2 separate regions of the Bicyclus anynana genome follow, and region 1 is linked to region 2. The links are chromatin contacts, called in public Hi-C maps. All regions are on one chromosome and are shown on one strand. Each heading gives the region's core, a stretch centred on a gene start, on an enhancer-like site or on the middle of the called end of the contact. The rest is flanking DNA. Distances are from core to core; before and after follow the strand shown. Region 1 holds the start of LOC112046537 (forkhead box protein K1). Region 2 overlaps LOC112046537 (forkhead box protein K1).

Region 1 (4,961 bases), core at 715-3,214, 45 kb before region 2:
TGAAAACATTTTTCCACTATTTTTATTGTATTACTTAAAACTATTACATGTAATAACATTATTATCATTAGTTATTATTCTCTGTGATCTATTTCTAGTCAATATTTAATAAATAAATTATTCTTGGATTACATGGTTTAATTTTATTTTTTAATTCTCTACTATGGTCAGATGGACCATATTGCTTGTTTTATATTTATTCCTTTTTTTTTTAAACAAAGATATCTAAATAAAGATAATTATGATCTATCAAATAAACATAATAAAAATATGTATGTGGATATGGTAGAAGCGCACAGGTGCATACCAGGAAAATCTCAATAACTTGTTTAAAAAAAAACATACATACAGCCGAACATAGAACCTCCTCCTTTTTGGAAGTCAGTTAAAAACCTTTCCCAGATTAGAACTGAAGTAAGTTTGTATTATAACAGGTATTAAAAGCTGCTCTACCAGGTTTAAATCAAATTTAGCTGGCCAAGGTGTTGTTAACAGGTATTTCATGGGGCCTGATTTTTTATTATGTGTAAGCAATGGCTTAATTGCAATCACATCTGAAGGTAAGTGATGATTCAAAATCCTACTCCAGCCTATGGTGGAATGTGTTTTCCATGATGTCTATTCACTCTTAACTTGAATATACTCGATAGGTAAGGGGAAAACTGAAGCTGGAAGAGCATTCCACATCTTTGCAGTGTGTAAAAGGAAAAAGGAACTGCTTAGTACACGTCCAAAGAATATTGACAACATCACAGAGCAGATCTCAACTATGCCTAGCGTTCCTGTGGTAGTATATCAGAGGTTGCAGCAGATCAAACAGTTCCTGAGCGCTAAGCCATGAGATTCAAGACACAAGTATTTGTTTGGTCATGCTCCGTTCCGTTATCTGTTACCAAATGACTTATTATTATTAACAATGGAATAAGCGTACTCAGTGCTTCCGTTCAAGCCACTTTGCTCTCACTAGCATGCTCATTAAGTTAATATTGATGACCTTTTGAGTAATAAGAAAATGTAAGAATGCAATTTGTATAAAAATAATGATAGGCTAGTGTATTTGAGCTGAAAAATGGACTAGCCTATCATTGTTTTCATTTTATATATAGATAGATTGTATAGATTGTTTAATTGTAAATTGTGGTGTATCACACTAATCACACTAATACTTATAATATTATATATAATAATAATAATAAATGCGAAAGTTCGTGTGTATATTTGTTCCGTCTTAACGCTGCGACTAATGAAGCGATTTGGCTGAAAATTGGAATGGAAATAGATTTTACTCTGGATTAATTGTATTTTGGATTAATTGTATAAGATCTAAAAATAGACCCTAGTGTTTGTGTTGGTTTACTATTTACACACAAATAAACCAGCCACCGGTTTCCCTATGTATATAAAATATTTAACCTATTCATTAAAATATACACGGACATAAAATCAATATGTAAAAAACAAATAATTATGTAAAAAAAATATTTAAATGTGGCGCTATTTTTTTTACTTACCCGACATATTAAGCTCGCAATGAAAGAGGTGAAATATTTTATTAGGTATCGAAAATATTGGTCAATATTTTAATCTATTCTTTTAATTCTAATATAATCTAAATTGCTAATAAATTGTATGAACTAGAAAATAATATTTTCCACTTCCAAGTTCCAATTTTCATTTATTGACAAACGAAATATTTTTTTAATAACAGCTCTGGACACTAGCCTATTGAAAGCTATTGAGATGAAAGAAAAAAAAATATGAAGAAACCGCAGCACAACTTTCATTTAGGAGGTATGAGCACAACAATAATGATAATTATCAAATATTTTTTAGTTAAAGTTATTAATAAAAACCAAGAGCTTATAATTTCATCATCATCATCATTAAATGATATTGATTATCTAATTGAAAGCTGTGTAGAATGGAACGTATTATTTTTGCTTCTTTGTTGGGTTGTATAGATGGCGCTTCGAATTTGTAAACTGCGTATGGCGAACTGACGTTTTTGGTTATTTTTGTTCTCGCCTCGTGTTTACTTTAGTGTCTAATTTCGGTCCAATTGCGAAAATTTCACAGTGCAATAACAAAAAACTTTCAAAATCCGTCCAGGGATTGATTTACGCTATCATACACTCGGTACAGTATCGATCCGCGCTTCCTGAGTAGGTATATGTATTGTATACAGTTTTATCACGTGGTGGTGTGATTTATATAATTCTTGTTTACCGTACAAGTAGAAACTTTGCGCATGTGCGTCCCGTCAGTAACCTCAAATAATAGTAGAAGGGACACGGATTCGGCAGGTTCCGGAAATCCGGGTCGCGGTACGGCGGTGTCGGGTCTGTGATGTGCTATCGCGGCGAGGCAGCGCGCCCCGCGTGTGGACTCTGCTGATACGGCCCGCGCCATGGCTCAGACTCAGATATCGCAGAGCTCGGAGAGCGACGCCTGGCGGGCGCTGCTCTCGCTCAAGTCGGCGCCGCCGTCGCCCTCCAAGGTGCAGTGGGCGCAGGAGCCGGCCGCGGTCGCGATCGCGCGGCTCGACGGCCGCGACTTCGAGTATTTGATTCGGCAAAAGAGAGTGGTGATCGGACGTAACTCCAGCCGCGGACAAGTGGATGTGAACATGGGACACTCGAGTTTCATATCTCGCCGGCACCTCGACCTGTTCTACGACCACCCGGAGTTCTACCTGACGTGCAACAGCAAGAACGGCGTCCTCGTGGACGGGGTGTTCCAGCGGAAGGGAGCGGCCGCGATGCAGTTGCCCAAAAGGTCAGTACACTTTACCATAGATAATGTACACTGTAGAGGTCATCTTTGCCTATTTATTGCTGATTGGTTTTTGTTTGTAAACAAACTATTTGTTTATTTATATCTACCCACCTGTTGTTATTGTTTTTTTTTTATTTCAACTATTTGTGCACTTGAAGGTTGAAAGTTTTTATGGGAATTTTTAGCCTACTCAGTATTATAATTATTTCTTGTCTAATTATTACCACTACTTTACTATTAATAATAAAAATAATAAATAAATATTTTATTTATTATTTTAAATCGGAATTCTTATTGTGATACATAACAAGTGAGTAATTAATATTATTTAATTACAATGACACGTTTTTTAAAAATAATGTTTTTACTGTAGTTGCTATAGCGATGACTAAGTATGTGTAGGTAATTATAAAATGTATGCATATTGATTTTAGCTCCACATAACCAAAATGATGCAATTTTGTTTTGAGTTAATCACCTTTTTTCTGAACTTGCATTGCCCTGTGGTTTCACTTACATAAACTTAATATAAAGCACATAAAAACATGTAATATAGGCCAAAGTCTTTGTCAGTTAATGAGACATGCAACACTGACGGGATTCTTCAATTTGAACCAGTTCCTTCATGAGATCAGTGTGTCAAACCAAACTTTATAATTTAATTGATATGAATATCTTAGCATTACATAGACTGTGTGGGTGCTGAGTCAATTGTGTGACAGAGATAAAAAATCAAAATCAAAACCAATGAGGCAGTTACTGCCTCACTCATGTCTCTGCTGCATATAAACTAATCAAATATCAATTTTTAGAGAAATCATGTCATGCATGCTGCCAGATATTTGACTTAGTAGCAAATTTCACCACACATTGTTTAATTAAGTGTAAAGTTGCCTTTAAGTTATTGAGATGCTGCACTTTTACTACATTCATGGCTTTCTTTTAAAAATGACAAGTTGGCCTGATACTCCATTGTAACCTGATGTTAAGTAATGATGCTGTTTTTGATGGCCTCTATGGAGCAGTGCTGTGCGCGGTAGACTTACAAGACAGGTTTGAACCTGGGCTGGGCCAATTGAGGTTTTCTTAATTGGTTGGGTCATAGGAGCTTGGGCCGTGGCTAGTTATCACCCTACCAACAAAGACTTATTGCTGAGTGACTTAGCATTCTGGTACAATGTTGTGTAGAAACCGAAAGGGGTGTGGATTTTCATCCTCCTCCTAACAAGTTAGCATGCTTCCATCTTATATTGCATCATCACTTACCATCAGGTGAGATTGTAGTCAAGGTAAATAATAGAAAAAAAAGATGGAAGCAGGTTTACTTGGAAGTTGTAGGTACAAGTTCACTCTACCCATCATACTGTCAGGTTTCATATCGTAACTCTAAATCATTTGGTGATATGTCTTTGCCGGTAAGGTGGTAACTAGCGACGGCTAAAGCCTACCACCAGACCTGACCTGAATTATAGAATAAAAGAAAAATCAGCTTGCAAACTGACCTACATAGGGAATGGAAACAAGGTCCTCTCTTTTAAAAATCACAGCTTTACCAACTGTACCAGAGAGGTCAGCAACTACCATGTGGCTTCCATGACCCACGTTGGAACCTTGGAGTGTGTAGGAGGGTGGGTTGATATTGTTCTGATACAGGAACTATTATTTTAGACTTATTGAATGCTGGGTGGCGGATCCTTCCTACTATGAGATTGGTTTTGGTTAGCAGTTGCTGCTAATGAATTTGTGTTATGTAGGTCTGAGATGCTCAGCATGAAATACCTTGTGAAGAGAAAAAGACTTGAATTTTATAAATTCATCATTTAAATGTGTACTTCTTATTTTTCAACAAATTACTTGAAAATTGTTCATTTACATAGTTTCACATGATAATCAATTCAAGACTATATTAAGATATGCTTCTTTATCTATTTAAGTGTATAATATATACCTACTAATTTATTAACCAGTTTTTATTAATTATTTATTTATACTGGGTTAAAATTTCCTATACCTTGTAGCGTGCCTTATATTCAATCACAAATACCGTTTGCAGTGAACCCTAAGCAGGCAAACTGCTACGTAAACATTTTCTGTAAGAACGTTCGCTTCGATGTGAAGTTAAGGCAGTCGTTCCTAACTCGTCCCTACCAACGCTCGTGTTCTAGTATTCATTAACCAGTCCGCTT
Region 2 (4,905 bases), core at 1,883-4,382:
ATATTCATTTTAGAACACAAATGTTCCTTGAACTTTTCGAATTAATTTTTGTCCCTAGAGTTATGGGAGATACTACAGAGCATCCTGTATATTTAAAAGCGTAAGGTACCACAATATCTCGAAAACCGTTTGACGTACAAAGTTGAAATGCAGGGAAGTCGTTCATAGTTAGTAGACGTGCTATATTTTTTTTTATTAGACGGATTTTGCGACAGGGCCAGATTAAGTAGGTGCAAGGGCGGACGAAGTCGCGGGCTGCCGCTAGTGTATAGTATTAGTAGGCTATCACTATGTAGCGTGTCCGAGTGCGCGTTTGCCCCGAGACGCTAAAATAGACCGTTTGTATGTAAACAAAGCAGTTTTATAGCGCGTGCCGTTTCGCTTATATAAATGTTACGCGTTTGCGTGGCTTCTACACGTCGCGTCACACAATATGAGCGCCGGCACCTATATCAAATGTATTCATTTATTTTAAGTAGACTACTATTTCAGCACTTGACCACAGAAAACATATATATAAGTTGACGGCCTCCGTGGCGCAGTGATATGCGCGGTGGATTTACTAGATCCCCGGCTGGACCGATTGAGGTTATGTTATTGGCACTGGTCTGGCTGGTGGGAGGCTTCAGCTGTGGCTAGTTATCATACCGGTAAAGACTATTTAGCGTTCCGGTACGATGTCGTGTTGAAACCGAAAATGGGTGTGAATTTTCATCCTACGCGTAGCAAGTTAGCCCGCTTCTTGGGTTGCATTAACACTTGCCATGAGGTGAGATTTTAGTCAAGGGGTAAATTGTAAAGAATAATTTTTGTTTTTAAAAACTTAATTCGGTCAGTGAATAGTGAGTCTAACATCGGTTCGGAAACCAATATTTACTGCTATAAGACAGATAAACTTAGTATTTCTATATCTTTTAGGTAGATGTATAAATGTTACATTTACATTAAGTATAAGATAGGAATAGGCTTTTAGTGTAAATGTGTATACACTTTGTAGGCAAGCGCGTTCCACCGTAGACTGCATCTTTACACACAATACACAAAATGTCGAAATATGTTTATGGGACTGGTTTCGATATTTTTCTCATTCCCCATATCCCTAAGCACGCTGTAGAATTGACTGTATTCTTGACCGAGTGTGATTGGCTTAATTTACCTCTAGCCATTATGCAGGCAAAGCGTTAGTTTGAATATATTTGAAAAATAAATATACAAGTAAGTTAATATGTTCATTATACTCGTTAACAGTGCAGTACCTACGAATGCATACAGGCGATAGTTGCGATTGGTTTACTGGCAGTGTACTTTTTATTGGTAACCATCTATACGACTACATATTTACTTTGTATACAGTGTGATATATCCGGGTGTTGTTGTCTTTGTCATTGAAATAGCATGTTATTTATAACAATAAACAATGATTCAACTAAATCGCGTACATAGATATTTCTCTCCCTTTCTTTTACTTTTCTTATTGTTCACAGACATATTTAATTTTACAGGTACCAACCAACCAATACCTAACAATCGTATTAAAGCAGACTTAATTATTATCATGACGTCAGCTGCAGATCAAGGACCTTTAGTAATACCTACATTAAAAAGTTCATTATCACGCATTGCTTGCTATAGTGTTTTTAAGATAGCATGGGTAGGGTGACAGTTGCCTTATGACGTCCTTAGTACGTACTATTATCGCGAACGCGGCCAACTTTCATGAGCTAAACGAACTGTCACCCGCACCATGCTATACGAAACGCACTGTAATCCGCATTGGAACAGCTTAGTGGGTCTATGCTTGAAACCTCTCTTTAAGGAGTAAGATTGGACCAGTGGGTCCTTAAAATATGCTAATAATGGGATGTACGCAAACGTTCCGGTTTGACATCGGTCAATTGAAAAAAGCTTGCTTTGCAGAGGCCCGTTTGGCGTAAATCGATAATTATTGTAAGATCTTCGAGCAAAGGCTCGTCATTTGAGGACATCTTCTTAAAAATGACGCACTACACGTGCTGAGGTGCAATACATTATTCCAGGGTATAGTTTGTCATACTATTCGAGGTCTGTTTGACTTTTTTCTTTAATTCTTTGGACTTTGGATGTATTGGTCAGTTACAGTAGACAGATAATCAACAGCGAGGCTGGTCTAAAAGTAAAAGAATGTTCTTTAACGAAACAAACCATCTATTTAATACAGATAAACTAAAGTGTACAGCCAAACGGACGTCCCTGAATAAGTTGACTATACTTTGTACCCGCAAGTACGACTAGGTATTAAATGTCTACACGTGTTCAAATTAAAGGAGCATAGTGTAGGAGTACACCGCCGACTCGACGCCACTAGTGTGGCATATATTTAGTAGGTAGGCAAGCGCCACATACCTATTCGTTGTATATTGCGGCGCCTCACCTACCCACTCGTGTTTCATGGAAGCGCATTGGATATTTACGTGCAACTCGCTCGATATCGTTGCGCTATCAGCCCTTCATTGTGCCTAATCTATTTGGAATTGCATTTGAAAATCGATTGTTACTTGGCTTCAGTAGAAAAGTTAAAATATTCAATTCCGTTCAAGTAGGCTAAGCTAGCTTCTTTTAGCGACTCAATAGTTCATCCATCCATCCAGCCAGCTAATTCAATTTTAACAGTGTATTCAATTAGTATTCCCTTGGTTACAGATGTACTCTCCGCTTCCCATCGACGAACATTCGCCTGGACTTCCAGTCTCTGGTGGAGGAGAGCGGCGGCGGCGCGGGCAGCACGGGCCCGCCGCTGCCGCCGCTGCGCATCACCATACCCATGGACAACGACGGCCGCAGCCCGGCGCCCTCTCCCACCGGTGAGTGGCCATCAGTCTGATAGAGTCCACTGCAGCACATACACAGCCCCTGGTGCAGGAGAACCGCTGCGCATCACCATACCCATGGACAACGACAAAATAGAACATCAGTTAGATCCCAAATATTTTTGGCAAGACCAGAAAGTACCCGCAAAATTCTGTTGCCCACAATAAGTTCATAACACCTCTTTGATTAAATTTCAGGCACAATAAGCGCCACCAACAGTTGTCCGACGTCGCCGCGCGGCGCCGGCTCGTCGGGGCGGCGGCACCCCGACCTGGGGCTGGTGGCGCAGTACGCGGCGCTGGCGGAGCACCGCCCCAACAGCAACGGCACCGCGGTGAGTACCGGCACCATCTTGTCACCAGTTGTCCGAATCTCCGAAGGCTGGAGCCCTAAACACTATTTCCAAAGTATCTAGGATGGCGATGTCGCAAAGTGTACGGTCAGCTGATTTAGGAACACAGCCCGGTACTTGTTGGCGTGTTCTTAGAGCACTTTCTTGACTCTCTAGTAGTACAAGTAGTTTCCTCTCGCTGCTTTTCTCCTTTTCTCACTCACCCTATTCTGAATCTAGATTGTTTTTCCTGTGTCACTCCGTGTTAACTGGTGGTCAGCGCTCCAACATACTTAAATTGAAATAATCATCTTAATCAGCCTATTTTCTGTAGCCAACATTGTAGACTTGCAGAGCTAAACTTTTTATTTTTCTATGACTAGAAGCGCTGTCATAGTCTGATTTCTTCGAGCCACGAGGGTGTAATACTATCAACATTGCAACTTCAAGTTGCTGCTACGAATTTTACGAAACGTTATTTAGCTCGACCCAGGACCTCACGATTCAAAACCCCATAGGCTAACCGCCGGACCAATGAGGCACGTCACTAATAATGATGTTTATGCAGTTACTGAATATTTGTTAACGTGATCTGCTATTTTATTCTAGGCTTCTTCTACCTCCGACTCAGGGTACAACTCGCGCGACGCGCGGGATCGCGACCACCGCGACGGCCGCGACGACGCCAAACCACCGTACAGGTACGTTGATTGAGCAGGACTCATTATAATATGCCCAAGCCTTACTAATAACATTTTATTTACCAGTCTATGAAGGGAAACCTAAGGAAGTAATTTTACTCAAATATGTCTCTAAATATAATCCACGCTAAAGAGTCTTATACATATACTCGTACTAACTTGGATGGTTAGCTTTATGACGTCATTCTAAATCCATAATGGCGGACAATAATGGCAGACCAGTTATTTGTATGCAGACCTGTTATGCAGAGTTTAGCTGGATATAATGCCACCACTAAAAGCTTTCCCACATGGAAATATAGTCGACCTGGACCTTAGAAGCCAGGAAGAGTTACATGAGCACTCCTAATAAGGATCAACTCGAAACATACAGTTATGGGACTGATCGGAGATTAGTCCAAGTTGTAGGACATACAAAAAAAACATAATTTTTATAAAGTAGTTGATAGTTTCTGATTGTTATTGGTGTTGTGTTGTAGCTACGCGCAACTGATCGTGCAGGCGGTGGCGTCGGCGCCGGACAAGCAGCTGACGCTGAGCGGCATCTACAGCTACATCACCAAGCACTACCCCTACTACCGCACCGCCGACAAGGGCTGGCAGAACTCCATCCGACACAACCTGTCGCTCAACCGGTCAGTGCCCCATACCGTCACATTCACATTTTTTAACGAGAGCGTATAGCACGTTCAATATATTATGTATGAGTATAATTAATTCATATTGAACGAGTGTGTATAGCTCGTTCAACATATATGTTTAATTAATACACATTTAACGAATGTGTAAATAATATTTATATAATATAGAAAATATTTCATACATTGAATAATACATTAGCTGACGCCGCCCGGTTTCATCCGCGTGTTTCCCATTTCCATAGGAATACAGGGATAATATATAGCCTGTAACCTTCCTCCACAAATGGGCTATCTAACAGCTGTATAATATTATTAATTAATTAATAATATGGATAATGCCCCTGGTATTCTATATAATGCCTAGGCATCATTTTTGATTATACAG

Evidence for each region. Hi-C and Micro-C count contacts between places; a contact is called where the count stands out from the background.
Region 1: a Hi-C map of whole body shows a contact between it and region 2, with 5 times the contacts expected there. The contact joins the promoter of LOC112046537 here to the enhancer-like site in region 2. A contact is called at or near these places in 2 of 2 Hi-C or Micro-C datasets (whole body and whole larva).

Annotation. Positions count from the first base shown.
Region 1 is chr11:851,078-856,038 of ilBicAnyn1.1, reverse strand. It overlaps LOC112046537 (forkhead box protein K1), which reads left to right and starts at 1,964. Exons shown (of 12, transcript XM_024083206.2): 1 at 1,964-2,775. The coding sequence starts at 2,408. LOC112046539 (GSK3-beta interaction protein) reads right to left here and starts at 1,711. Exons shown (of 2, transcript XM_024083208.2): 1 at 1,512-1,711. The coding sequence starts at 1,518. It overlaps LOC112046540 (dynein axonemal heavy chain 3), which reads left to right. Exons shown (of 67, transcript XM_052884388.1): 67 at 1-128.
Region 2 is chr11:807,463-812,367 of ilBicAnyn1.1, reverse strand. LOC112046537 (forkhead box protein K1) reads left to right here. Exons shown (of 12, transcript XM_024083206.2): 2 at 2,680-2,840; 3 at 3,045-3,181; 4 at 3,788-3,879; 5 at 4,359-4,514. Among protein-coding and RNA genes, the nearest start is that of LOC112046547, 20 kb to the right of the region's middle. Within about 2 kb of position 3,132, at least 8 of the 8 cell types and tissues checked have open chromatin away from gene starts, as enhancers often do.